Linked DNA regions of Mus musculus: all the other regions are linked to region 2. A link is a contact called in public HiChIP or PLAC-seq data. All regions are on one chromosome and are shown on one strand. The core of a region is the stretch at or near the end of the contact, and the rest is flanking DNA. Distances in the headings are between cores, read along the strand shown. Region 1 holds the start of Mrgprg (MAS-related GPR, member G). Region 2 has its middle 29 kb from the start of Mir3105. Region 3 holds the start of Gm34621 (a long non-coding RNA gene). Region 4 overlaps Shank2 (SH3 and multiple ankyrin repeat domains 2).

Region 1 (6,451 bases), core at 3,418-5,917, 270 kb before region 2:
AGAACAGATTCCTGATCCCAGGAGCCACAGCACCACAGAGCCAACAGACAGCACCCTAGGCAGGGACAGAGGCAAGCAGCAAGGTGGAGGTGCCAAGTCGGGTGGGGCAGGGTGCACAGGGTGTCTCTGCCTGGCGTGAGAGGTGATGGCTTTGGTCTCAGAGATTAGGGTAGGCTACCTGCTGCTAAAGCCTAGCTCAGCTGTCCTGGCAAACTTCTGCCTCACCTGCAGATCTGGCTGAGAGCTGCCAGGTGACACTCTAGAGGTCATCTAGCTACAGAGGCTCCAGAAGGCAGGAGCCTAGCCACCCAGTGATGGAGTAAGGTCTGTCTTGCATCTGTTTCAACTTAAGCCAGCCCAAGGGCAGCTTTGACAGTATGTGAGCCTCACTAGGGCTAGGATAGACATGGCTGCTGCCTCTGGGCTTTGCCAGCATCCTCATACCCAGCAGTGGCCTGGGAAGCACCTGCCTTGTGCCCCGCATCTGTGTATACCAAGCCATTTATCATATTCCCCAGGGCTGTCAGCTGCTGAGATATTCACCTGTTGCCTCTGGACAACAGGTGGACAGCCCTACAGGGCCCAGGATCTCTGTCCTTGGGCAAGGAGGATGCAGCTGACCTCAGGTTTGTTCTTTCCTCTTACCCCAGGGGCAAGCCTTCCTGGAAGGGACCACTCTGTTCCTTGGAATCTAGGGTGAAGTGCACAAAGAATGGGCAGCTCTTCCCCACCCTGCCTCCCCAGAGCAGCCTCCTCCACTGGGTCCTCCACCTACCCCTCCTGAACCTATGCTGGACTTTAGTCTAAGGGTCTCATGTCTCCCATATTTCCTTTTAGAGCCACTCCAGTCCAGAGAGCTCCATCTCAAGTTTTATCAGCAAGCTACAGGGCCTAGTGAGAGACTCTGCCCCCGCCCCAAATGTGAATGACCCATGAGGGACAACAATTTAAAGTTGGCCCCTGGCCTCCATGCACATGTGTGTGCACTTACATGCAGATCCACATGGGCACCTAGACACATATGTAGAGGAATTTTTTGAGGGTCTCTGTTAGAAAGGTACATGACTGGAATATTTTTCATGCCAGAAGTTTCCATGCGGCTGGGCAGCTTGTTGCTGGCTTATTTTCCTGGTGTTTTTGGTAAGGTTTGAATGTTCTTTACATTTTAATGTTATATGTCTGGGTGTTATGGCTCTGCACTGTGTGCATGAAGTGCCTATAGAGACCATAGAGGATGCCAGATCCCCTGGAACAGATGGTTATGAGCCACCAAGTGGATCTTGGGAACTGAACCCAAATACTCTGGAGGTACATCCCATGCTCTTAACTGCTGAGCTGTCTCTCCAGGGCCAGGGCTTGACTGATTTAAGAACAACAATGCAGATAGGTTGCTTTCTGCTTTTTTATTTTAATTATTAAAGAAACATCATAACATGTACAAAATAATGTGTACTTTGGAAGCTTAGCTCTCTCTTCTCTCAAACTGTAGGTTAAGCTGGCTGACAGGTCAAGGTGGGGGTCTACAGAAAAAGCTTGAGTGAGCACAGTCCTAGAGGAGCCCAGAGCTGGGGATGGGATGGGATCTGGGTAGGATCCAGGGCCCCCTGCTTGCACTGTGTCGGCCCTTGGGGACACCTGAGAAGCAGAAGTGCCCAGGAAGCAAGAACTTGAGGAAGACTTGGGCACAGGACAGACTAGGTTTATTTAGTGATGAAACAGCTCCACCTTGTGGCTGCTATGAGTAGTAACACCAGGCTGGAGAATTGGGGAGGCGGTCAGCCTCAGTTTCTCCAAAAGCAGAGAATGCTCCCCAGGAGCTGATGCTGTAGTTCTAGTCTTCTGACTCATCTACGGCAGGAGGAAGCTCCTGGTGTACTGGGGTTGAGGGGCAGCTTCCTCAGGTAGGATGCTGTAGGGGCAGAAGGAGGTAGGATCCATGTCCTCATTATAGTTCTGGGATCCTCCTTCACGCACCTGCTTCTCTGTCTGTTCCTGCCCTCCTTGCCGTCTCCTGTGCGTGTTCAATATGCAATCTGGCCCCCATCCCTTCTCTCCTGCATACAAGAGGAAGCCATAAAATTCCCAGGATCAGAGCTTGGCCGTCGCAAAGGTTTGAGCAAGACTGGGACCCCCTGGCAGCTCTGAGGGCAGGGTAGGTGGGCGTATAATGGCCACTCTCTACACTTGGTGCATGGGCAAGGATAGCCCCCCAAGACCTGACTGGGACTCTTCCCCTAGAGCCCTGTTTAGGGCTACCTGCAGTGGGTCCTTCCTGAGCTGCCTGCCCTTCATGTAGTACAAGAGGGGCTTTGCACTGCTGTCAATGCAGGCCAGGAGGGTGGCCAGTGGAAAGAAGAAGGGGAGCAGGAATTTTAAGACTGGCCGCAGGCACCAGTAGACAACCAGGGGTAGGCGACAGAAGAACAGAAGGATCCCAGAGCACTGGGCCAACTTGCAGAACTTGGGGGGTGGCTGTGAAGAGCAGCAGTTCCCAAAGATTAAGAGAAACTTGCTTGCCCCACATGCCATGCCAGACAGTACCGCTAGCCAGGTGACACTGGTCCAATGGTACTTGAGGCAGACCAGCAGACTCATTCCGTTTTTTAGCAGCCCACAGGCGTTGGCTGGCAACAGCACGGCCGGCATGGTCAGGGCCCAGATCACGAGGCAGAGGACAACTGAAGTGAACCTGGGACGGCGGTTGGGGCTGCAAAAGGAGGGGAACATGTAGGCGAGGCAACAGTCCACACTGAAGGCAGCCAGCAGCCAGAGCCCCACGGCAAACCACAGGAAGGTGACTGGGAAGTAGAGTGTGTCCTCATGGCCCGACACGATCGTAGCAATAGAGAAGCCAACTTGGCATGAGAGGAAGAGGAAATCGGCAGCAGCCAGGTGCAGCAGGTAGGTGTTGAAGGGTCCCTTCTTAATGTGCAGACCGAGGTGCCAGAGCAGCAGAGCGTTGCCCACCAGCCCTGCAAGGCTGACAGTGAGGCTGAGGAAGAAGAGCACTTTGTTGAATGTGCCCCAGATGTTGAATATGGAGAACATCCTGGCTGGCTTCCGTGGGTGCTCTGGGAGGCCCCTGCAAAGGGTGACAGTGTTCACTACGAAGCTGCTGTGCCCCGAGTGTGGAAAGCAAGAGCCTGCAGCTTCCAGAGTCCGAGTTGTCTCAAGCCCCTTCCTGGCTGCATGTGATACCAGGTTACCCCCTCACAGCTGCTTTGCTTGGAAGCAGCTCTCTCTGCCCTCATCCTGGTTAGACAACCCATCCTGAATGAGGTGTCCCCATGCAGAGGCCCACCACATTCAGACAAAGGGGCCACAGGTGGAGAGACTCCCCTTTCTTTTTAACTGTAGTACCAATGTGAGAATGCTTTCTCTAAGGCTCTGATCACACCCACCCCAGGGTCTCTGATAGTGCCTGCTCTGACCCAGGACACTCCATTCTGTGCTAGGTGAGGCTTCAGGGGACTTTCCCCACACTGTCCTTTTAGAGCGCGACATTAAAGCCCAGGGTCCTGAGGAACTGTGGCTAACTCTGAAGCTTCATGTCAGAGTCTGGGACTTTGATGATGGGTCTCAGGGCCCCAAATCTTCTTAGGGAGCAAGCAGGAGAGTTTCTGGTACCCTCATGGAGGCGAGTGTTTCAGAGCAGTACCTTTTTCCACAGAGCCCATGATGGACCTTGTCCAAGATCCAGGGTATGAGGACCCAGGCTCTGGGGACAGGGACTGCCAGGGAGGAACAGCAATAGGAAAAGATAGACCAGGGCTGGGGGGTAATGGAGTGGAGAAGAGAGATGGACAGACAGACACAGAGAGAAATAGAGAATAGAGGTAGAGATAAAGAGGAAGGGACAGACATGGGAAAACATAGTCAAAGATGGAAAGAGATGTATATTGTGTACTTTACGTATGACCCTCATTCCTGGTCTGGGCTGTGTCCCCTACCCAGAACCCTAGCTATCTCTGTACTCACTGAGACCCAGCCTCCATCAGACCCTGCTTCCTCTCACAGGGCCAAACCTTCTGCAGTGTCCTGATGAGTATCACCCACCATCTCATCACCAAGCATCCTTCCTAGCACCTGTGGGAGATGGTGATTCAACCTACCAGTTCAGCTGTCAAGGTCAGAGTACAGGTCCTCAGGACCTTGAAATTAAGGACTGAACCTTCACGCATCAGAGTGGTGACAGAGGCAAGACTCTTCCCCTCTGTGAGCCCCCAAGGGTGTAAATCCAGACATCTACTCCTGTGTGGATTCTGGCTGGTGGAGCCAAGGCTAGATCTGAAAGGGGATGCGGTAGGTGGGGTGGGGCATCTTCCTCATCCTTGTTCTCCAATGGACCTGGAGCAATGAGTTTCAAGCCTGAGCCTCAGCTTCCAAGGCTCCCTTAACTGCCTTCCCCATAAGGTCCCTTTTAGAGGACATCCTCAGAGCCACCAGCACCCCCCTGAGAGCCAGGCAGGCAAGTGATGTAGAGGGTAAGAGAAGGGGTGCTTCTTGCTTAGGGAAGCAGGTAGAGGGGCATATTAACCTTCTCACCTGATGACCGCCTGCTGACAGTGGCTGTCTCCAGCTCGCTCAGCCCACACTTGTTGTCTTGATCTCCTCCTGGCCCCTAAATCCCCTTCTGTCCTCTGAGGCTGGCTCCTGCCAGTTCCCTAGAAGTGGGGTGGGTGTGTCACCTTTTCACGGAAATCAAAGGAATGAGCTCAAACAGAGCTGTCAGTGTGGGAGGCTCCTCCTTTTCATCTGGGAGATGAAAACAGAGAGCCTTGCACGCCGCCCATTCTGGAATGGTCCCTGGCCTTAGGTGCTCGGGACCAAAGGAAGAGATGACATCTGTAAAGATGGATCAGTCAGTAAAGTTCTCGCTATGCAGGTATGAGAATTTGAGTTTGGATCCCCTGCACCTTTAATAAAAGTTGGGCATCATGGTGCATGCTTGTGACCCCAGTACTGAGAGATGGAGACCAGAGGACTCATGGGACTTGATATTCAGCTGGCTATGCCAATCACTACATTTGCTGCAAAGTCTTATCTTTAAAAAATAAGGTATTGGGCCAGTGAGAGGGCTCAGTGGGTAAAGGTTCTTGCCACACCCAAGCCTGACAACCTAAGTTCAATTCCAGGGATCCCCATAAAAGAAGAAAATTGATTCCTAAAAGTTTCCCTCTGATCTGGACACATGTGGTGGCACATTTGTGCACACACACAGATAAACTTAAAAACATATTTAAGCCAGAGGTTGTGGCCCACACCTTTAATCCCAGCACTTGGGAGGCAGAGGCAGACAGATTTCTGCAAGTCTGCACAGAGTTTCCAGGTCAACCAGGATGGTATTGTGAGATGTTGTCTCAAAACAACAACAGCATGGACTTTAAAATGTTTTTTAATGTGTAGGGTAATTAAGAAGACACACACTCAGTGCTGATCTTTAGGCAGCACATACACCTGCACAGATGTGCATGCACCTACACACATGTGCACATAAACTCACACAGCAGTTGGAAGGGAATAGGGAGAGTCCAATAGAGCTAGGACTGCACAGTGAGATATTCTGGAGACTCACTGGCAGAGGAAGGTCCTGGGGAGCTGGGCACCCAGACGTTGGGTGGATAAAGACCAAAGCATGCTCTCATGCCTGAAGGTCTCTGGTTTATCTTCAGATTCCATCAAAAGCCAGGCGCACCCTCCAAGTCATCCAGTACGCATGTGCTTTCAAGGCTCTGTGTTATGGTTAGCTAAGTAAATATGCAGGAAAACCCATCTTATGGTGACTCAGACAGCTGTGGCTCAAGATGGCTGCCATCATGTCAAGCCAGATCCATACTCTGTCCTCTGTGGGATGCACCCTTACAACACACACAAGCACTGTGCAGCCCCAAATCTCCCCAACTTTTCATTGTTCTGGTAGGCCTTTGTTGTTGTTCTTCTTCAGGGCTTTGCCCTCAAGGATTAATATAATTGTCATAGTGTGCCGGTACTGTGAGGTGATCTAGAGGAGTCCACAGCAGCTGGAGAGTCTGTGCACCACCGAAGCAGGCAGCAGGGAGACAACCAAGCACTTGGCACCTCTCCTGTGACAGTGTAGGATTGGACAGGACTTTGATATTGGTTTTCGAATGTGACACAGAATTGACGTTCTGATCTGATAAGATATGGCCTGTGGTCTGTCTCTAACAGCTGCTGTGTGAATATGACCAAAAGTACATGTGTGATTTAACACCTCAAGCCCTGGGCTAGACAGATGGCTCAGGAGCCGAAGGTCTCCCTGCTCTTCTGGAAGACCTGAGTTTAGCTCCTAGCACTGAGGTTTCGTGATTGAACCAACTAAAGGGAGAACAGACTCGTCCTGGGTGTCAGAATGGGGACAACCTTCCCCTGTCCCCATGTAAACCCCAGTGTGTCCTATCCCTAGTGTGCTGAGGTCACCAGGCTACCTGTT
Region 2 (6,992 bases), core at 1,940-4,439:
AATCCTGTATGTTTTATGTGATGCTGTGAGCAGAACCCAGGCATGTGCTGGTCCCTAGCTCCTAGTGTGTGTGTGTGTGTGTGTGTGTGTGTGTGTGTGTGTGTGTGTGTGTGTGTGAGAGAGAGAGAGAGAGAGAGAGAGAGAGAGAGAGAGAGAGAGAGAGAGAGAGCAGGAGTGAGTACATGCTGAGGCAGGTGCCTGCGGAGGTCAGAAGAGGGCAACCTTGGAGCTGGACTTGCATGCAGTTGTAAACTGTCTGACTTGGGAGCTGGGAACTGAATTCAGGTTTTCTGCAAGAACAGTACAATCTCTCTAGCCCTGAAAGGGGTTATTGTTGGTTCTTCCTGGAAGTGTGGCCTGAGAGTTTGTCTTTTGTTCTTGCTAGGTAGTTTCCTGGTATTCTGTGGCATTTCCCATGTTGCTCTCCTGGCTCCTGTCTATCAGGGGAACCAGCTAGTGTCACTCTGGGAGTTTCTGCTCCGTGTCTGCATCTCAGTCCCTCTCTGTTGAGTTCTCCAGTGTCTTTGTATTAGGCATTTGGCTGGAGCTGTTTGTCCCCAGGATTCTGATCTGGAGTACGATCTGTTTTCATAGCTTCGTACTCTCTGCTTCTGACAAGTATTCTCTGGAGCTGTTGTTTGGGATATGTTCTGATGTCTGATTATTTCCCTCCTGAGTATAATGTTTCTTAAGACAGTCCTTCCTCTGTGGGGCCAGTTTGAGAAGTTAGATATATCAGTCTGCCAGCCTGCCTGCCTGTCTGTCTGGTGTGTGTGTGTGTGTGTGTGTGTGTGTGAATCTTTCTAGAGGGCTGGGCAGCTATCTCTTTATCTTTTTTCTTCCAAACGTTATCTTAAGTGCTTTTCCTTGGGAAGTCCCCTGAACAGAGACTAAGTGTCTTCATCACCGATGGACCCCCTCTGCCCCCATCACTCAGTGGAGAGCACCGCCTAAAGGGTCTCCCAAGAGCTGGTTCCATAACCTTATCTCTCACCCAAGGAGGGGGAGAGAGCGGCAATGAGATGGAAGAGGCACTCCTCCTACCACAGCCTTCTGTATCTCACAGATCATTGGATCGGGTCGGTTCTGACCGTGTGTAATGCCTTGGGGATTTTCTAGGCTGGCTTTTGTATTTTACAACATTTAGTTTGACTTACTTGATTCCCCGAGACTGTCTCCCTCAGTGTTGGTCTCCAAAGTAGAGAGCCCATGCCCCATCATCCATTTGAGCTATCTTTCTGTTACAGTGTTTTATCTGGTAAATCTTTATTTCCCAGAACTGCCTATTGACGTAGGTGCACATGCTACAGACTGTAAGAGCACTCTAGGGTGGCAGACCTAGAACCTGAACATCAAAGCTGGGAGGGCAGAGGGAGTGGTGAGGGTTTCGCTGCCGGGAGCAGGTACAGACCATAGTACACTTCTTCTCTGCTGGAGTCTATCCCCAGGATGGGTGGGACTCACTGCACTCAGGCAGGATGCAGCCTTGCCTCAAGCTGATCCTGACTCAACACATCCCTGTGGGTGTGTCCCATGCAGGAGGAATCCCAGTGTGACATAATTATACCAAAAGGTGTTAAATGGTTTCCTGAATGTTGACCTCATGACAGACACCATATTAAGGTCTTGAATGTGTTCTGTAGAGTCCTTGTAACATCCTTGACCTTGGTAGTGGGTCTGAGCATCTTTGTTGAAGGCTAACACACCTATGGAGAGGACCAGAATCTTAGGTGTTCAAATAGAACCTTGGTGATGTACAGCTGGGAGGAGACAGAACCATACAGCAGCCTGGTCACCAGGGAGGCTCAGCATGTGCTGAAGGTTTTAGTAAGGCTCTTTGATAACACATGAAGTGCGTTTGCTTGTGACATTTTCGTACATACATGCAATTAAACTTTGTTCTTGTTCATCTTCTTCCCCACTGTCCTTCCCTGCCCCCTCCATCTCCTACCAGTTGTTCTTCCCTGTCACCTCCATGTCCCCCTCCCTCTCTCTCCACTGTCCTACCCAGCCCCTCCCCTACACTGTTTTTCCCTGCCCCTTTCCCTCTCCCTCCACCAATACTCACTCCTTCCCTGCTCCCTCCCTTCCCCTCCCTCCCCCCTCCCCCTACCTTCTCCCCTCCCCCCTCTACCTCTCCCCACTGTCCTTCCTTGTCACCTTCCCTCCCTCCTCCACCTGCCTTCTCCCCTCCCCCCTCTACCTCCTCCCACTGACCATCCCTGCCCCTTCCTCTTCCCCCCTCTACCTCCCCTCACTCTCCTTCCCTGTCCTCACTCTACCTTCCTCTCAACTGCCCTTCCCTGTCTGTCTACCTCTTTGTTGGTCTGCTTCCTCCTCCCAAATAGCCTGTCTTCTCCTTTCTCACAGTGCCCTTCCTACTCCCCCCCCCCCCCACACCACACATTTAAATCCAGGTTGTTCATATGAGAGCAAACATGCAATATTTGTCTTTTTGAGTCTGGCTTATTTTGCTTAATAAAACAGCCTCCAGTTTCATTCATTTTCCTGCAAATGTCACGACTTTATTCCTTATGGCTATTTAAGATTCCATTGCAGGCATACACTGTATTTTCTCTATTCATGCATCAGACATCTGTGTGAGCTGCTGTGAATAGTGTAGCAGCAAACACCCCATTTTGTAGAAGGAGCATGGAGGATCAGAAGGGAGCCGGTGAGAGACAGAGCAGATGGTCTAAGGTCTGAAAACCCGCTGAGCAAAAGGCCCATGATGTGCCCACTGACTGCCAGGTACCCAGGCCTAGTTTATACATGCAACTTGTATTCAGTGTGGGAAGGTGGCTACTGAGCAGCTTGTGTGGTAAACAGTCCTGGGACCACAGTCTGGTCTTGCTGTGTGCGCGCGCGTGCGTGTGCGTGTGTGTGTGTGCGCGAGCACGCATGTGCATGCATGCCTATTGTGGGAGGTCTATTGAGTCATCCCAGCTGCCATAGTGTTCCTTAGCATCCAGGATGGGTTAGGTGACTAAGGAGGGTTCACAGGACTCTGAGAAGAAGCCTAGTGTGGTATAGCATGAGCAACCACAGAACTGACATCTGGCAAGCCCAAGCTCCATGTTCCCTGCCTGCTTTGGACAGTTCCTGGCTGGTCACCTTTACTGTGGTACAGGCCCATTTCTCCCACAGGTCCTGCATCTGCTTGTTTGCACTGGGTTACTGGGAATGCTGGGAAAGGCTGCCCTGGTCACCTAGTACTGAAGACCAGAAGGGCAATCGCACTTTGTAACCGGAAGGGCTCTCTCAGGAGTGTAATCTGTTCTGGAACTTTCTAAAGACCATTTCACTTCATTCTGTTCAAGACAAACAAAGCCACTGGAGGCAGAGACAGGCAATCCCACGGGTATGAGTTGTCAGCAACAGAGCGGACATTGTTCCCGCATGCCGTCCCTTGCGGGCTAAATCCTCTGTCTAGCTGGGGACATGACACAATTCCTGGAATCCTGCCCGGAGGAGCTGAGTGGAGCTGCCAGCCAGCTTGCCCCAGGGGCCCCCAGTGTCTACACACTGGGTGGCGGTGCCTGGAGAAGCTGTGGGGCTGTCCTTCACTGCCCCATGAGGCACAACCCTGCTGTCTTCTGCTGCCTGCTATTTCTGAGCTCACAACTCCTGTGAGCCCAGGCCAGGAAAGCCTTGGGCAGTACTGACAAGGCACCCTTGGAGCCCTGGCTGAGCAGGGGCTGGGTGGTGGTTTTAGAGGACTGGGAAGAGTTAATAAAGGGTGCCAGGAGTAAGTTGAAGCACATTTCTGCATCATTCCGAATGTGGTATACAACTGGCAGTGGCCATTCAATGTGGCCTTTTAAAAAGTGGCATGTGACCAAATCAGTACCAAGCAAAGTGGGCTCTTCTGTTATATTTTTGGAGAACAGTGAATAAGGGAGTGGGTACAGCGCTGGTTGTGGCCGAGCTGCGCAGCAGCAATGATCGAACCCACATTTATTCCCGGGAGGTGGCAGAGGAGTACTGCGGAGTGGGGGGAGGGGCTCTCTAGGGTTCCCAGCAGCAGCCCCTCAACCTCCAGTCAGGCTTGGCACCAGGAGCTCAGCCAAAGCTATCAGTCCAAGCCCCATCCCCTCCACTCCACCTCCCTGGCTCATCTCCTGGCAGCCGTTATAGGGAAACAAGGCTGGCCCCTTTTTCCTTAATTAGTACTTCCATTTATGACATAGATGTATCTTCCTATGGGTTATTTCATTTAGCAAAAAGCTTTTCATCTACCACCCTGACCCCCTTAAAGACAATTTATTGCCATTCATCCTTCCTCTCTCTGTGTTTGACTCTCTCTCCCTCTCTTGCTCATGTACCTCCCAGAAGCCACTGCTCCAGATCTGGCACTCCTAGAAGTCATTTCCTCTCCATGTCACTCTCCCTGCCTCCCGCATCAGCAACCATCCATCACCTGCGTCTGAATGGTCTACCTAATTTTCCTGGCTCAGAAGCACTCTTGACCATTACATTTGTCATTGAGATGGAACTGCATCTCCGGGCACAGGGTGGTCATCTCCCTCTTGTGCTTTTGGTCACGGGCAGGTGACTGTCCAGTTGGCCTTACATGTATGAAATGTCCTGTGTTTTTGAGTACCAGGGGAACAAAGACACTTGAACCCATGTCCCTGTCTAGTAGCTGAGAAAGGACCATAGTGACCATCCATGCTGAGAGAGTGCAGGAAGGCTGGCATGCAACGTATCACCCTGATCAGCTGTTTGAACATTGTTCTTGGCACCATGGAAGGAGAGAATGTGATATGTCTTCCACAGCTCATGGTGTCTATGTTTTTAGAAAGCAGATATGTTTTTAGAAAGCAGGTGAAGGTTTTTAGGCATGGTGACACCTTCATTCCACATCAGGAAGATTTGTTCTGGATTCTTTAATATGCACTGCCTAGAGGATGCTGGCTCCATATAGTTCACCTGCCATCTTGTTCCCAACAGCATCATCTCACTAGTCACTAAATTTTAGACTAATGATTAAGTAAGTGTCTTAGCCAAGTCACTAACAGGCCTCCAGCAGAGGGCTAGTTCTCCAGTGCCTTGCTCCCTAGTCAAAGCTCCTAGTCCCCACATCTAGCTTAGATCTCAGCTTGCAGCTAGCTCACACCTTGTAGCTCTCAGCTCACCATTCCCAGTCTCTGATTCCAGCCAGAGGCTCCTGTCTGCAGAATTCTTTTCCCTGGAATCTCAGCTCCCCACTGTGCATGTCATTATCTTATCTTCCCTCCCCAGCTCAGGGACAGCTGGCTCCTTATACTATCCATCCAGCAGGTATCCCAGCTCATTGTCTGCCTGTAACCCTGGGCCCACCATCACCACATCCCTAACATAACAACTTCTGTCAACTGTGAGCTCGCTCCTCTTGGATCCTTTGTGGAAGCCCAGAGGCCTCTGACTGAGTCTGGGTGCAGCCTGGAACATAGTTCTTCCCTTCCCCCACACCTGGCCCAGCTCTGAGTATCTTCCTCAGCTAGGTTTACCTTTAAAAAGTAGTGTCCTCTCTTCTAAACAGTCAAAAGAGCTTTATTGATTTGTAGGTTTTTATAGATCCCAGACTCTGTTTGTTTTAAGCATTCGGGTCAACAATTTCTAGTGAACTTAGCAAGCTGTTTGCCCATTGACTTCATCCAGGTTTGACACACTCCAACATCCCAGAAAGATCCCTCACGCCCACTGCCAGCCTGACAAATGTGCTTCTACCCTCTGTCTCTGTTTTTCTTGTTCTGGACATTTCCAAGTAGATCAGGCCACAAGTCAGTAGCTTCAGTGACTGGCATCTCACTCAGCATCATGGTGGTCACTGCCTTATTTGGTTCTTATAGGACTTCTAGCTGCCCCAAAGGGAGCTCAGACACTGCTCTATCCAACAGGAGCTCTGCCTGACTTTCTCAGGCCTTTGGCCGTCTTGGAGTTGTAATTTCTCTCACAGCAGAATGTATGGTCATAGGGGAGGACTGAGACACGGCCAGGGCATGGTGGTTTTGGTGGCCGAGTGAGTTCTGTTCAGAGCATGTGATTTCACTGAATTTGTGCTCATGGCCTTGGCTGCTCTGGCTGGAGGAAGGCTGGAAAAAGAGGGAGACTCCTGGGGAGAAGGAGAAACAGCAGGGTGGGGAGCCAGGTACAGAGCTGGGAAGGAGAGGAGGGACTGCATAAGTCCCTGGTGACTGGGCCAAGGACAGGAATGATAAGATCAGAGCCACAGGCTCTTACAGAGTCCTAGGTGGAGGGGAGGAGTTTACAGAGCCCTTAACAGTGACCTGTCAATCAATTTGAAATAGAGTGCCCATGTCATGGATGTTTCTGAGACTAAGACCAAAACCCCATTTTCTTTCTTTTTCTTTCTCATTTTGTATATGTGTGGTATACATGTGTGTATACGCATGTTTGCATGTATGTGTGAGTTGGTGTGGTTATGTGCTGGAATACATGTGTGTATATGCATGTTTGCATATGTGCAGGAGTTGGTATGCTTGTGTGACTTGTGGGTGTGGTGGCCGGAGGTGAATGTAGAGACTCATCCTTGATTGTGGCTCTCCCACCTTGTCAGCTGAGGCAGGGTCTCTCAATCAAACCCAGAGCTCATCTGTCCTACGGCTAGGCTTGCTAGTAGCAGCTTGCTCTGGGGATCCTTTTTCTGAGGATGGATTACGGGGTTCTGGGGATCTGAACTCTTGGCCTCATGCTAGCACAGCAAGTTTTAGCGGCCAAATCATTTCCTCAGCCTCCATTTTCTTTCTTTAAAAAAAAAAAAAAAAAAACCTCATCGTAATTCATATAACCGCACTGTTCACTCATGGACAGTGAGTGCTTCAGTGAACCTTAGAGTATTCACAGGTGGGGGGCACAGCCCCCCAGTCATCGAGTTCTCTAGTCCCTGAAGGGATTCATGCACCGACTAGCCAGCTGTCCTCTCATGGATCGCTCTGTCTCTCCCTGTTCTGCACTCGCATGGTAAGTGCACTCACAGGGATATGGTC
Region 3 (6,535 bases), core at 506-3,005, 380 kb after region 2:
TGAAAGCTGGCCATGCTCTCTGACGTGACACACATTAAGGCAGAGAGACCCTGTTTCCTCAAGCATGACTGCTCACCAAGGAAAGCCTGGCTCTCAGCGTGTTCCTCAGTGGTTCCACCACATGGGCAAGAGCTTTGCTGTGCTTGTAAATTGAAATAATGGGCCTTTTGCTACTTGGCAGCTCCAAGAGACCTCGTCTTATGCTGGCACCAGGACAGGATCCAGGAAGAGCAGAGAGTTAGAAGGCCTGGCATTTGCTTCCTGGGGTGTAAGCAATCTAACTTTAGGATACCCGGGGTTTAGTATACCCAGTAGACTGACCCCAAGATCAAGACAGTGTGGAATTTAGACATATTTAACTACAAATATATTGAAAAAGTCAGCTGGAACTCTCTTTCAATATATTTGTGTATATGTTAGTGTATGATATCAGAGCCACTGAAAGACCATGGTGCAAAGCCGTGAGCAATTCTGGCTATAGGCCTGATGCTGAAACCTGTTCTCTTCCAGCATCCTTGGGAAAACCTCAGCTTGCGTTCATCTCCCCCTAGAGCACAGGGTAGGGAGTGCTCCAGGGAGTCCCCACCGCTCCTCTCCGAGGGTGTGGCGTATGCAAACATGGATATGCAAACATTTCATGGGTAACCTTGGCATGTCCTTCAGTTGGACAGGGCTTTTGGCTTTCAGAGCCTCCTGTCATCTGAATCTGGCCCACAGTGGAGGCAGCAGGCCTGACACACATTTTTACTGCTTCATGGATCTAAGCAGAGCACTTAGGTGTCCTGGTTAAAGTGCATAGGGCCAATGACGAGCCATGGTAGGGAGTTTACTAAGCTGCTACCACTGTCTACAGCCCAGTACCAAGCCCAAGAAAGAAGAGACAAGAGGACATCACCACAGAGGATTCTGCAGTACAGTCCTCCACAGCTGGGAAACGTAGTCATTGTCATCCACTCAGGCAGCTTGTTGATGGCCCAGGACACCAGGCGCCATATGGCACTCAGAATTTGTCATTTAAGAGAAGCACGTCCCTGTTAAGAAAGCATAGCCAGTGTTCCCTTGGGGAATGCCAGCTCTTGAGGTGAGAAATGGCCAAAACGAAACAACAGAACTATATGTAACAAGTACCACGGAGAAGACCAGGCTCCAAAAGGGCAGAACTAGGATGGAGCTGGCACTCAGAGGAAGGGTATTTCAGTGACCTAAAGTTCACACCGGAACCAGTTATGCAGAAACCAGAAGCATGGAGCCCAGGACATGATGGGTGGAGCATGTGAGGCTAGGCCAGATCAGACTCTCCATGCCCGTGGGGGGAGTCAGCGTCAACCCACCAGGCAGGGGAGTGGGCAGGCTGTGGGGACACAGGATTGCATCCAAGGGATGAAAACCACGCACAGACTTATCATGGCTTACCAGGAGTGGACTCCAGTTTGTTGACACTCCCGGGATGCGTGTCACATGAGGAAGATGCTTTCAAGGTCTGTGCTGAAGACAGGTGGTTTCTGTTGCTAGAGACAAGAGGTACCTTGGAGACACTGGAGAGCTAGACCCGGCTGCCTGTCTATAAGCACTGACTCCTCAAGCTGGCTGTGACCAGAGACCAGCCATCACATCACTCAACAGGATGAAACCTGTTCTCTTCCAGCATCCTTGGAAAAACCTCAGCTTGCGTTCATCTCCCCCTAGAGCACAGGGTAGGGAGTGCTCCAGGGAGTCCCCATGGCTCCTCTCCAAGGGTGTGGTGTACACTCTACTGCCAGCACTTTGTGGTGAGTCCACAAGGGGCAGAGTTCGGCCTTCACCTTTCTGAAGCACACAGGAAAGAAACAGTGGTACTGAGGAGGTACAGACACCCAAGGTCCCTGGGCAGGCAGCGCTCCAGGTGCTGATGGGGCTTCACTCAATCCCTGCCACCCCTGCTGTCCTCCCAGGGCAGTCCTCCGACCCTGGCCATTGTCCTCTGGCTCTCAGCTGGGTCACCAGTATTAATCAATACGATTGTTAAACTGCTGTGACCACCTGGTCCTAGAGCATGGGCTTCTGTTTCATGACGTCTCAAGCTCTCTGCACTGCCACACAGCTCTGGTACCTCAGTCACCAAGCAAAGCAGGAGGGTGATGGCACTGCCAGGGAGCAGCACTCAGTAGTGAGGTGAGCCCTGCTGGGGACAGCCTGGCACTTCCTGCCACTATCCACATATTAAGGTGACTAGTCTGCCAGAGTCTCTTCCTTTGACCACCAAACAAACGGCAGGTCTCCTTTTTAGAACATATTTATCTATTTGTATGTGCAGTGGATGTTTTGCTTGCTTGTGTGTGTGTGTGTGTGTGTGTGTGTGTGTGTGTGTGTGTACGTACGCCATTTACAGGTAGCACTTGCAGGGGCAGAAGAGGGCACTGGATCCTCTGGAACTGGAGTTACAGATGGTTGAACCATGTGTGTGGGTTCTGGGAAATGAACCTGGGTCCTCTACAAAAGCAGCCAGTGCTCTAAACCACTAAGCCGTCTCTCTAGACCCGTCAAGTCTTCTCTCTTGGTCTCATCCCTCTTTTGACAAGATCCTATCACAGGTAAACAGTTCTTCCTGAAAGTAGGTGCCTTCCTGTCCTGGCAACTTGTGAGCAGGGTGGGAACCCAGACAAGTGTGCTGAGCCTGAGACAGCTTCCTCGGCAGGAAAGCAGGCAGTGTCCCACAGCCATTCCTTCTGTGGTTATGTATTCTGTTCCCATTCTGGAGAGAGGCGTGGAGTGAGCAGAGTCCTCACAGTTCTCTGAGCCTGTGGTGACTGCAAGGCACCAGGATCAGAAGTGCTGAGGGGGTCCCAACTTCTGAGACTCAGGCAAACACATGACCTGGCTCTCCTTCCCGTGCCCCATTTGTGGAAGCCTAGATAGGCAGAGCAGCTTCATAAGAAAGCAGGCTGATGCCCAATGGGGTTCTATACCTGTAATGCCAACGCTAGGGAGGCTGAGGCAGGGGGATTTTGATAAGTTCTAAAATAACCTGGGGCTACAGTGAGACTCTGTCTCAAGTCACTAAAAAGAGGAGAGAGAGGGGGGAGGAAGGAGGGAAGACAAATAGCTTAGAATTTAGTGGCTCATACAGAGGGGAGCCTGGGACTGAGGGTCCATGCCTCAGAACCCTAGCATTAGTGCTGGCCCCTGAGGAGCCTCTGGCCCACACCTCTGCTCAGGTTCAAACTGAGTAACCACAGTGTGAGTCTGGTTGCCCTTCCATCTCCCCAGCTCATCAGCTCCTGCCAGGAAAGACAGGTGAAGAGCGTCTGTGAGCAGCTGGATTCGCTCTTGGGCTGGTTTTGTTTTGTTTCTTAATTCTCACATTTTTTAAATGAATTTGATTTTAAAAGCAGGCTAGAGATGATCCTCCCAGAGGCGGGTGTTTGTGAGTGTGTATCTATTCTAAATCAGGGTAACAGACTTCTGTATATGCCGCCCAGCAGCCCCGCCGTTGCCTAGCAACATAATGATCTGCGCACACGGGAGGATCCTGTGAGTCATCACTGTGTGATTCACCAGGAAGGAGGCAGGCTACCCAGAAGGTGCAGAGCAAAGCCGGCAGGCAGACCAGTCCAACTTAACTCAGCAGTTGTCATGCTGGGTGGGGTACCGGTAAGCCCCAAGCATGTGGCCGGACCAGATCCATGCCATTAGCCACTAGGCTGGTCACCATGTTGGGGTGTAAACGTGATACAGAGCCCTAGCCTGGGCAGGTTGGCCTGGGTCCACTGGGAACAAGATTCATTCTTTCCAAGTCAAAGCCAAGTGAGGGAAATAGCTGTGGGCCACTTGTCAGAGATCCTTTCTTTCTTCCGCAGTGCCTCATGGCACGCCAGAGAAGGCAAAGAGTAGTTCCCTTGCTCGTATGAGTGCCTGCCCCAAGCCCCCTGGGCTGCCTGCCAAGAGGGCTCTGAGGTGCATTGTTCAGCCAGGGTTCAACCTACCATGTTTCCACCCGTGAGGAGGCTGCTGCCTCTCCTTGCTTTCCAGTCAGTTCTGCAGTGTGGTCTCAACCGTTCCCTGTGTCGTTTCCATTTGCTCCCATGGTGCTGTTTGCAGAAGAGGGTCATGCTGAGCAGAAGTAAGTGCGGCGGCCTGACCAGATTTGTGTGTCCGTCCCGTCCCCCCCCCCCCCCCCCCCCGTGTGTCACTGTCTCTGCTCCTACCTCTGCTTCCCAGATTCAGCTGCCTGCTGGCTGAATCCGTCCTGACCAGAAGGCCAGCCCAGTCCAGGGTGCTGGCTTAGAGACCCTTCAGAGCAGTGCCTGGGTATCTGCTGGCCCTCAGGGGACTGGCATGCCAACCACATGGCTCCAAAATAAGGGTCAGGCCAGTGCTGGGCACAGAACTTCACAGCTCCCTCCCAATCCTTCACTGCCTTACTGGCACTCAGGAGCTCCTGTAGGACACCCCCTGCCTCCCCCATCCTGAAGTATCACATGCTAGAAATGTGCCCCCCTCCCCAGTTGCAAAGAGCCCCTGGGCAACTTCAATGCTTATCCAGGCTGAACCTGGAATGGCTTACCCTACAACCAGGAAATCGTTGGGTGACATAGCATGTTCTGCAGACCCTTAACATGTCCCTGGCCCACCTCTCCATGACTAACTAAAGCTGAATCTTTAGAGTTCCCCCGAAAGCTGCAAAGCCCAGATGGGCTTCAGGACCTTAACTTCATGAGCTGCCTCAGTCCTGTTAAGATGACCCGCACACTGCAGGGACAGGCTCTCTGAGCAAACTTTGGTGGGAGGGCACTCTTGGACTTACAGGTACCTACAGTTCCCAGAAGCCACTGCTGCAGGTCCAGTGCTCCCACCCACAGCAGAGTCCTAGTCCACTGAACTCACACCTGCAATGTCCAGGTCTCCCCTGCAATGTCCAATATTTGAAGTAATCATTGCTAGCCCTAGTAGGAATAGTCCATAGAACAGAGAGGTCACCTGCTAATGGCTTCATCCAGACACACAGCAGGCTAAGAAAACAAACAACATCCCAGGAAGAGAAAGAGGCAGTGGAAGGTCCAGGGACAACTGTATGTTGCCTCAGACTCTTTCCCCTCACTTATGATCTGAGGAGGTCCTAGTCTGCTAGTATGTATGTGCCCTGCAAGGGAACTAAGTAAGGGGTCCCTAAAGTTCAGTGGACTGACACCATAGTAAGGAGTTTAGCTCAAAGCAGGCCCTGTGACATCACACCCAGAATCCCCACCCTGACAGTTATGAGGTGGACTGGGGAGCCCTCAGTTCTTACCAGTTTTATGCAGGGCATGAAGGCGGGGCTAAACTCTCAGCCATTTCAGTCTAGCTTGTGCCCATGGCAGGATGGACCTTTCCAGAAATGAGAGGTGTGTGGTGTGTCTACATTCACGTGGGTGAGCCCAGGTCAAGAGACACACCTACTTTCTTTAACCTGGTGGTTGTCTGCAGTTTGGCAATAGAGCAGGAAGCAGTGCTTAGAGAGAGGCTTCACCTTCCTAGGTGTGTGACTAGAAAGTCTTCAGCAGCCCTGACTAACATGGTCAGAGAACACATTTCATAGAATGACCACCCCCAGATAGATGGGTGAGAAGAACTTCCTAGTCACTCAGGACCTCCTCCCAGTGCAAGTCACCCACCTACAGCAGGCCTGATAGGCTCTGTGAGAGTTGAACCTGTCTCTCCCTATTCTGAGGACTTCACTTACCCAAATGTAGCAGGAAGGACACCACTGGGAAAAGGACCTTCTGTCTGCTATGGTAATAGGGACAGACGACCCTGCCAGCAAGTCTCTGCCTGCAGGGAGTGCACTGCTATACCCTGAAGCCTGCTGTCAAACCTTCCAGTCAGTGGTAGGCAAGGTTCCCTATGAAGAGGCCACCTGCAGAACTTACCCTGGGACACACTAGCAACCTCTGTGCCCTGAGCATCCAGGGAAAATCTCTTCCAACCCTACGTCCCAATTCTGAAGTAGGGCTGGCCCTGCATTTGTCTGAAACCCAAGAAATTTAACCCTGAGCAGACCCCTGACAGGCTGCTGAGAAAGGGCCCCTGGGAGGTGTATGTTGTTGCAGAGGGCCTGAGCTCATTCTGGCCTGCACAGAGGGTCTCTCCAGGCGCCTCCCAGCCTGGTCCAGGTGAGTGGTTGGCTTGCTGTGCTGTGCTCCACCTACATCCCTCTGACTGGCATGGTTGTCTGTATCACTGCCAGTGCAGACCCTCTGCTGTGGTGTGGGTGCCTCCCCCTCCCATCCCATGAGCCTCAGTGACCCAGAAGTGATGTTCTTCTCTGTCTTTGCTGTTTCAGAAGCCCGGAGGTCATGAGCACCGTCTCAGGTACACGGAGCACGACGGTCACCTTCACTGTCCGCCCTGGCACCTCCCAGCCCATCACCCTGCAGAGCCGGCCCCCCGACTATGAAAGCAGAACCTCAGGACCTAGACGCGCCCCAAGCCCTGTGGTTTCACCAACGGAATTGAGCAAAGAGATCCTGCCCACCCCTCCCCCTCCGTCCGCCACTGCAGCCTCTCCCTCCCCCACACT
Region 4 (6,486 bases), core at 3,926-6,425, 300 kb after region 2:
TATTTTCCAGAAATTTCTTATGCTTGCTTCTTGTTTGTAAGCATTTGTGTTTCTTATGTGTGCTGTGAGGCCAGGAACCAAGTTCATCTTTTCTGCTTGCTGTGGCTAACACAGTCTTCCTGTAACATTTCTGAGTATCACATTGTATCAGTGACCTCTCACTGCTGGGACAAACACCTGACCAAAACAGCTTAAGAGGAGAAAGGTTTATTTGTTTCACAGTTGATGGCTCACAGTTTGAGGACTTACAGTTTGAGGGCACAGTCCATAAAGGGAAGGCAAGAAGGCAGAGTGGCAGGAGCCGCAGGCAGCTGGTCACATTGTATCCCCAGTCAGGAAGCACAGAGATGAACTCTAATGCTCAACTTACTTTCTCCTTTTCCTTCAGTTCAGGGGCCCCGTTCATGGGATGGTGCCGTCTACATTTGAGAGGGTCTTTCCCCAGTTAAACCTCTCAGGTGACTTTCTCACTGCTAAGATTACAGGTGTGTCTCACAGGTGATTCCAAATCCCCTCTATTGGACCTTGAAGATGGACCCTCATACTCTCCTTTCTTGGCGCTCCCCATCAGCAACTCAGTAGTCACTATGTATCCACTTGCTGTGTGTCCATGTTTCAAAGTCCTATCTTTGAGGTGTCTAGAGGGTCTTCACTACACTTGCACTGACCTGGAATAACTGGCTTTGGGAAAATGAATGTCTTTGTTACAGTGCCTGCTGAACCGGGAATGGGTGAATCTCTCCACTTGATTCAGCCTTCCTTAATGTCTTCCAAGAAGACCTTGTGATCATGCCTAAAGCCTCCACAGCAATTTTTTATATTATTATTCATTTCTCAGGACATTAGCTGACGCTTCATGGATATTTTTTGAACTTGCTCTTGCTATTTGGCTGAAATATCAAGAAGTGGCTGGCTGTGGAGTATCGATTCTGGATTCTACCAGCACCTTGCTGAATCCTCTAATTAATTCTCCTATTTTATGAGCTGCTTGTGCCTTTTATGGCCCACTTCTTCCTCTCTCTGCCTGCTGGGAAGGGCGATGAAGAGGGCAGGTGTCCCTGGTTTCCCAATCTTAAGATTTGATCTTCAGATTTCTGCCACTTTGGGTCATCTTTTTCTAGTATGCAGAGATGTTTTTCACCTAAATTGAAAATAGATTTTTTTTTAAATTTTGTTTGTTTGAGACAGGGTCTCATTTAGCCCAGGCTAGCTTCCAACTCACTGTAAGGCTGAGGATGACCTCCAACCTCCACCTCCTGAGTACTGGGATGACAGCAGTGCCCTGCTGTGCCCAGATTACAAATGGATATTAAGTTTTCATCTACTGCTTGTTTTTATCATTTGGGAGGAGCACATGGATGATTAATAACAGCAATTGATTTTCCACCAGCTCACTCACTGTAGTACCAGCTGCTAATCTTCTATTCTAACAGTGACTGAGACCTCTGCTGCCTCCTTCCCTGCTAGTGCCACAAGGCCTCAGCTGGATTGCTCATCCTAGGAAGAAGAGCTTGGGGTGGAGCCTAGAGTGGGTGGAGCATGTGGTGGGTGGATTCACAGTGGGTAGAGTCTGTAGTGGTGGTGACCAGGGGTGGAGCCTGTGAAGGTGGAGCCTCTGTAGGCAGCTGGCTCAGAAAGCTGCTATCTGCAAGGGCTCTTTTGTGAGTTTTGTGGCATCTAGTTAGTGCTGATTCTTCAGTTATGATTCCTCCAAGTCAGGGCTGGAAGCAGAGCCTTATTTGGCTCCTTCCAGTTGCCCAAAGACAACTATGCCCATGTCTGCCCCCGCCCCCTTTCCTTCCTGTCCTCACAAGACTCAGCCAATATTCAGTGTGTATGTATGTGTGTGTGTGCAGGGGCTGGGGAGTGTCCCCACCTCTCACTCCCCTATCACAGCTGGAAGTGACCAGTCTGCCCTCTCAAATAGTGTCCCCAGTGGCTCTGGACTCTACAGGCCTTGCCCACCCTAGCAACAGCTGGAGTTTAGGAGTTTAGAAGGCCTCCATCAGCATAGGTCAGGGGCCATCTGTGGACAGCATGGACCCATAGTTGCAGGACCTGCTTTTCCCTAGACCGCCTGGTCTGGGACCCTTGAAAACATCTCTGAAGAAACATTTACAGTGAGACCAGATATCATGGTTTGGGTATGGAATGTCCCCACAAGTGCGTGTGTTTGAACACTTGACCCCCAGCAGATGGGAGTTGTGGAACATTTAAGAGGCGGGGTCTTGGTGGAGGAAATGGGTCACGGAGGGATAGGCCCTGAGGGGTAGAGTGGAGCTCCATGTCTTGTCGAATTTCTGTTTTTTGATCTGCCCAGATGTAAGCAGGCAATCTCCTGTTCCCATTTGTCATGCCTTCCCAGAATGACATAAGATCCTTCAGACTGTGAGCCAAAACCATCCTCTTTTTTAAAACTCCTGGTCAGGCATTTGACCACCATGAGGAGAAACATAACTAATAGACCAGGTAGGCTCTCTCCCTACAGGGAGCCTGGCTGGACACCATGTCTCATGGGGTCAAATGATGACTCCCAAGACAGCCCTGGCAGCCCTGAGGAGCCACAGTGGTTGTGTAGGGAGAGAGTAAGTCGATGCCAGCCAAGGGCAGATTGCAGAGAGAGCATGAAAACCTGGCCCGAGTAGGCACCCAGTGGTACCTTGTGCCAGAACAGACTGCATTTGTCACCATGTGGTCTTATGCAGCCACCTTGCTACTGCCAGGGGTGGGGATGGAATCTCACACCCAAATACCAGGAGACTAGGCTCAGCCTTTGCACACGGCCAGCCAGGAGCTCAGGACACCCAAATATGGTGTGAACCAAGTGCTTTCCCTCAGAGCCTCTGCCCAGGCTAGACTTCAGCCATGTACCATCTCCATCCCCACCTATCACATATTTCACTTCCTCTACTGGAAGATGCTGAGTTCGTACACTGGGAGGACCCAGCTCCGGGCATCATCCTCGACACTATAATATATGACATTGTCATCTACATCATTACACTTAAGAACCATGAAATCAAATTACACACACACACACACACACACACACACACACACACACATACATTGTAAAAGAAAAAATTTAAGTTTTTAAAAAATATTTTAAGAAACTTTCCCCTTTTGTGCTGTTCCTGTTCATAGCTGTCATCAGCCATGCACACACAGCTTGGGCACATCTGCAGCAAAGTGAGCTCTGCTGAGGCCCACGAGGCCACGTTGTCGTTTCTCCTGTGATGCGGAGGGACAAAGGTGAGAGGTCTCAGCTGACACCTAGGATATTCTTTGTCCTGCACCTCGTCTACTGGGCCATCTATCCCCCCACTTGTGTCCTTGGAATCCTAGACCAAGACTTAAGAACAAGTCTCTGTTTCTGGGTGCTCAGGATTCCGATGAGCAAGGGGCCCCAGGACCCCTCTTGTTGTCCCTCTTGACCCTCAGAAGTATCCTGGACCACACCCTACTGTGATGGAAAACTCCTTCTGGAACTGACCTAACAGTCAGTGTCCCCCTTCTTTCTTCACATCCAAATACTGGGTCTGTCCTTCAGGAAACAAGGAAGTCAGTTAGTCCAAGGAAATGTTGGGATTCTGCCAGATACCCCTCTGGCCTTCTGCAGACTTGCCGCACATGCTACCATGTGCAAGGTAGGAAGCTGGTCAGGGAGAAGATTCCCCATGGCCACCGTGACAAAGGCTGGCATGGCAGTCTTGCTCGGAGGTCTGTATTCTTTTAATCTGCGTGTGAATGTTTGTGTGTGTGCACATACATGTAAAGTGAATGTTCATGTGTGTGCACACACGTGTGAAGACCAGAGGTCAGTGTCAGGTATCTTCCTCTACTCTCCATCCTAATTTTTAAGACAAAGTATCTCACTGAACCTGGATGGAGCTCTCTCATTCAACTAGGCTGGCAGGCCAGTGAGCCCAGGGATCCTCCAGTCTCACCTTGATGCTGGGATCATAGGTGCATCACCAAGCCTGGCTTTGTACACCAGTGCTGAGAATTTGGACTCAAATCTTCAGGCACTTTATGAACTGAGCCATCTTCTGAGTCTCTCATTCATTGCTCTGTAGGCCTGAAGTCCAAAGTCACAGGGTTAGATACTCCACAGGCTCCCATGGAAGGTCCCACCTCACCCTTCCTGCTGCTGGCAAATCCTAGCATCCTCAGCACTCCTCGGCTTTTGGCCCCATCACTGGCATCTCTCTGGGTGTGTGTCTCAGATAATCCCTGGTATGGAGTGGTAAGGACCCACATTCCAGCATGAACTCATCTTTGTAGAACATCTTTGCCATTTCCAATGCAGGGCCCACTGTGAGAGATTGCAGTAGACACAAAGTTAATGTTGACACCATTCACTGAACAGGGAAACCTCACCAGTCCTGGACTGAGCCTCTGCAGGGAACCTGTGAGCTGTGTGGTTTTTATTGCAGGGTACGTGGCCCCAGACTGAGGACACTTGGGTCTCAGAATCATCATCTCAGAGATATAAGCATTGTCTTCAGAACAAGCCCCCATTATGTTATAAATAAATTTATTCAATTATAAGTTGCCACAGATGGCACCGGTATTTTTAACAGATGCAGGCAGACAACTGGCTGTAGTATGCCTACAGGAGAACTGGCACAAGGCTTCCTGGGGTGGTCTTCAGGGCCACCCTCACTCCTGAGGATGGGCAGGAGAGACCATGGAGCTTCCATATATTAGCAAGGAGGTGGCATCTGTGTGAGCTGATGATCCAATGAGTGAGAGGAAGCAGCAACAGGTCACAGATACCAGTAATGGTGGAGGTTGGGGGTGGCAGGTCCTCCTTCTAGGTCCTCTGTCTGCTCTGGGAGACTCCAGACCTCCTCTGTCCTGACACTTGTTCAAGTGCATGCTAAAACACCTCCAAGATAAAAGTAAGCCCTTTAGGAGTGAGGAAGGGAACCCAGCCTGGCCTCAAGCTGAGTATCCTCCTGCCTCAGCTTTGCAGACACTTGGGATTGCAGGTGTGCACTGCTAGGCGTAGTAAAACTTCACATTTAAAACCTGGAGTTTAGCTACCCTTGCACTATGTTTGGCCACCAGCTTCATCTGTTTTCAGAACATTCTCTCACATACATACACAGTGACTCCCTGGATCCACCCATCTGAGCCTTCCCCCAACCTCTCCTCCTGCCCGGCATCACTAAGTAGCGGTCTCTGCGGACTTTCCCGACTCAGACAACTCAGAGGAACAGACTCATCACAACATGTGCTGTTTTACAAGCGGCTTCTGCCATTACTCATGCCATTACTCATGACCACAGAGTGCCATCCATATTGCAATACAGACAAGGTCCCTGTTCCTTTCTGTGGTTGAGTAATGGTTTTCTGTATGGACACACCATGTCTTGCTTATCTGTTGATCTGCAATGGACGTTATTAGAAGGAAAGCCAGAGTGATAGCATTTTCAAGACTTTTTTTTTTATATAACTTTTGAGCAAATAGTAATTCCATGAGTCAGGCAGCCAGTGCGGAGTGGCTCTATAATAAAGCTAAGAATGAGGGAGAGACAGCCTTCATAGACTAAACGTGGACACGAATGAAAAGGACCCCTGCCTTGTGCTTTCACTAGTCACCATGTGGTCAGCCCCATCTCAGAGCTGCTGGTTTAATTGTGAGCTATGGTTGTTCCATACTGGCTGGTGTGAGGTCTGCTCTTTTTCAGCCTAGACAACTGCCCAAGCCGCCTCTCACGCAAGATCAAGATCGGGGACAAAGCCCTGCCCTCCCTGCTTGGGGTTCTTTGAGTCTGTTCTGCAGTTTAAGTCTGTCTCACATCAAGTTTGCTGGTTGAGAGACCTGCTTTCTGTGGGTACCGGGGGCTCATGGACCTGGGCTTACTTTGTTGCAGGACCACAACACGCCCCTGAGGATGCAGGAGCCAGTCGCTTACCATCACAGGAATCTGGCCATTCCTGCCTGGCTTTGACCCTTGGACAGCAAGAGACTAGGTGTGACCCCCGGGTATCAGAGCTGTGGACACAGCTAAGACCACATAGGAAGGCTGGGGTGTGGCTGCAGCCTTGGGCTGACAACTGTAAGAGAGTCTCCTCTTATGCTTCAACTTTGCCCAGTGGCTGTGGCTGGTGGAAGGCAGCCATAGGCAGCTTGCTTTTGTCAGGGAAGTGGAGAGCTGGACCACACACACCTTCCTGTGAGCCCTTCCCCCATACCTGCAGCTGGCAACCTCTATGAATGTGTAACTCATTGTTGTATCATTGCAACCTGGAACAGAGACTGAAGTGTGCCCACTGGATGTTTGCATGCATGGTTGCATTGGGTGCATGTATGCATGCATGAATGACTGGATAGATGAGTACATGAATGAATGAATGAATGAATGAATGAATGAATTCATGGGTGAACGCATGAAGGAGTAATAGGTGGGTGGGTGGGTAAATGGATGTGTATGCATTCATGAATAAATGAGTGGATGACTAAATGAATGAGTCCAT

The links. HiChIP or PLAC-seq counts read pairs in DNA pulled down with a chosen protein or histone mark.
Region 1: a FOXA1 HiChIP or PLAC-seq map of pancreatic cancer cells shows a contact between it and region 2. The contact joins the promoter of Mrgprg here to the enhancer-like site in region 2. A contact is called at or near these places in 4 of 39 promoter capture datasets (embryonic stem cells, hippocampal neurons, liver and 1 more) and 2 of 115 datasets of contacts at active chromatin or transcription factors (embryonic stem cells and pancreatic cancer cells).
Region 3: an HNF4G HiChIP or PLAC-seq map of pancreatic cancer cells shows a contact between it and region 2. The contact joins two enhancer-like sites. A contact is called at or near these places in 3 of 115 datasets of contacts at active chromatin or transcription factors (astrocytes, embryonic basal ganglia and pancreatic cancer cells).
Region 4: a contact with region 2 is called in an HNF4G HiChIP or PLAC-seq map of pancreatic cancer cells. The contact joins two enhancer-like sites. A contact is called at or near these places in 2 of 115 datasets of contacts at active chromatin or transcription factors (embryonic stem cells and pancreatic cancer cells).

Annotation. Positions count from the first base shown.
Region 1 is chr7:143,762,326-143,768,776 of GRCm38.p6, forward strand. It overlaps Mrgprg (MAS-related GPR, member G), which reads right to left and starts at 4,668. Exons shown (of 2, transcript NM_203492.2): 1 at 4,546-4,668; 2 at 1,385-3,082. The coding sequence starts at 3,048. The coding sequence ends at 2,179.
Region 2 is chr7:144,034,967-144,041,958 of GRCm38.p6, forward strand. It overlaps a transcript of Shank2 not described here. Among named protein-coding and RNA genes, the nearest start is that of Mir3105, 29 kb to the left of the region's middle. Within about 2 kb of position 3,190, at least 72 of the 459 cell types and tissues checked have an H3K27ac peak or open chromatin away from gene starts, as enhancers often do. A contact at or near this core is called in hippocampal neurons, liver and pancreatic cancer cells, where this site is marked.
Region 3 is chr7:144,414,261-144,420,795 of GRCm38.p6, forward strand. It overlaps Shank2 (SH3 and multiple ankyrin repeat domains 2), which reads left to right. Exons shown (of 16, transcript NM_001113373.3): 16 at 6,299-6,535. Gm34621 (a long non-coding RNA gene) reads right to left here and starts at 5,251. Exons shown (of 4, transcript XR_003946689.1): 1 at 4,185-5,251; 2 at 3,963-4,067; 3 at 1,414-1,508; 4 at 806-1,031. Within about 2 kb of position 1,756, at least 40 of the 459 cell types and tissues checked have an H3K27ac peak or open chromatin away from gene starts, as enhancers often do. A contact at or near this core is called in pancreatic cancer cells, where this site is marked.
Region 4 is chr7:144,335,291-144,341,776 of GRCm38.p6, forward strand. The region is part of intron 7 of Shank2 (SH3 and multiple ankyrin repeat domains 2); the gene reads left to right. Among named protein-coding and RNA genes, the nearest start is that of Gm14372, 68 kb to the right of the region's middle. Within about 2 kb of position 5,176, at least 31 of the 459 cell types and tissues checked have an H3K27ac peak or open chromatin away from gene starts, as enhancers often do. A contact at or near this core is called in pancreatic cancer cells, where this site is marked.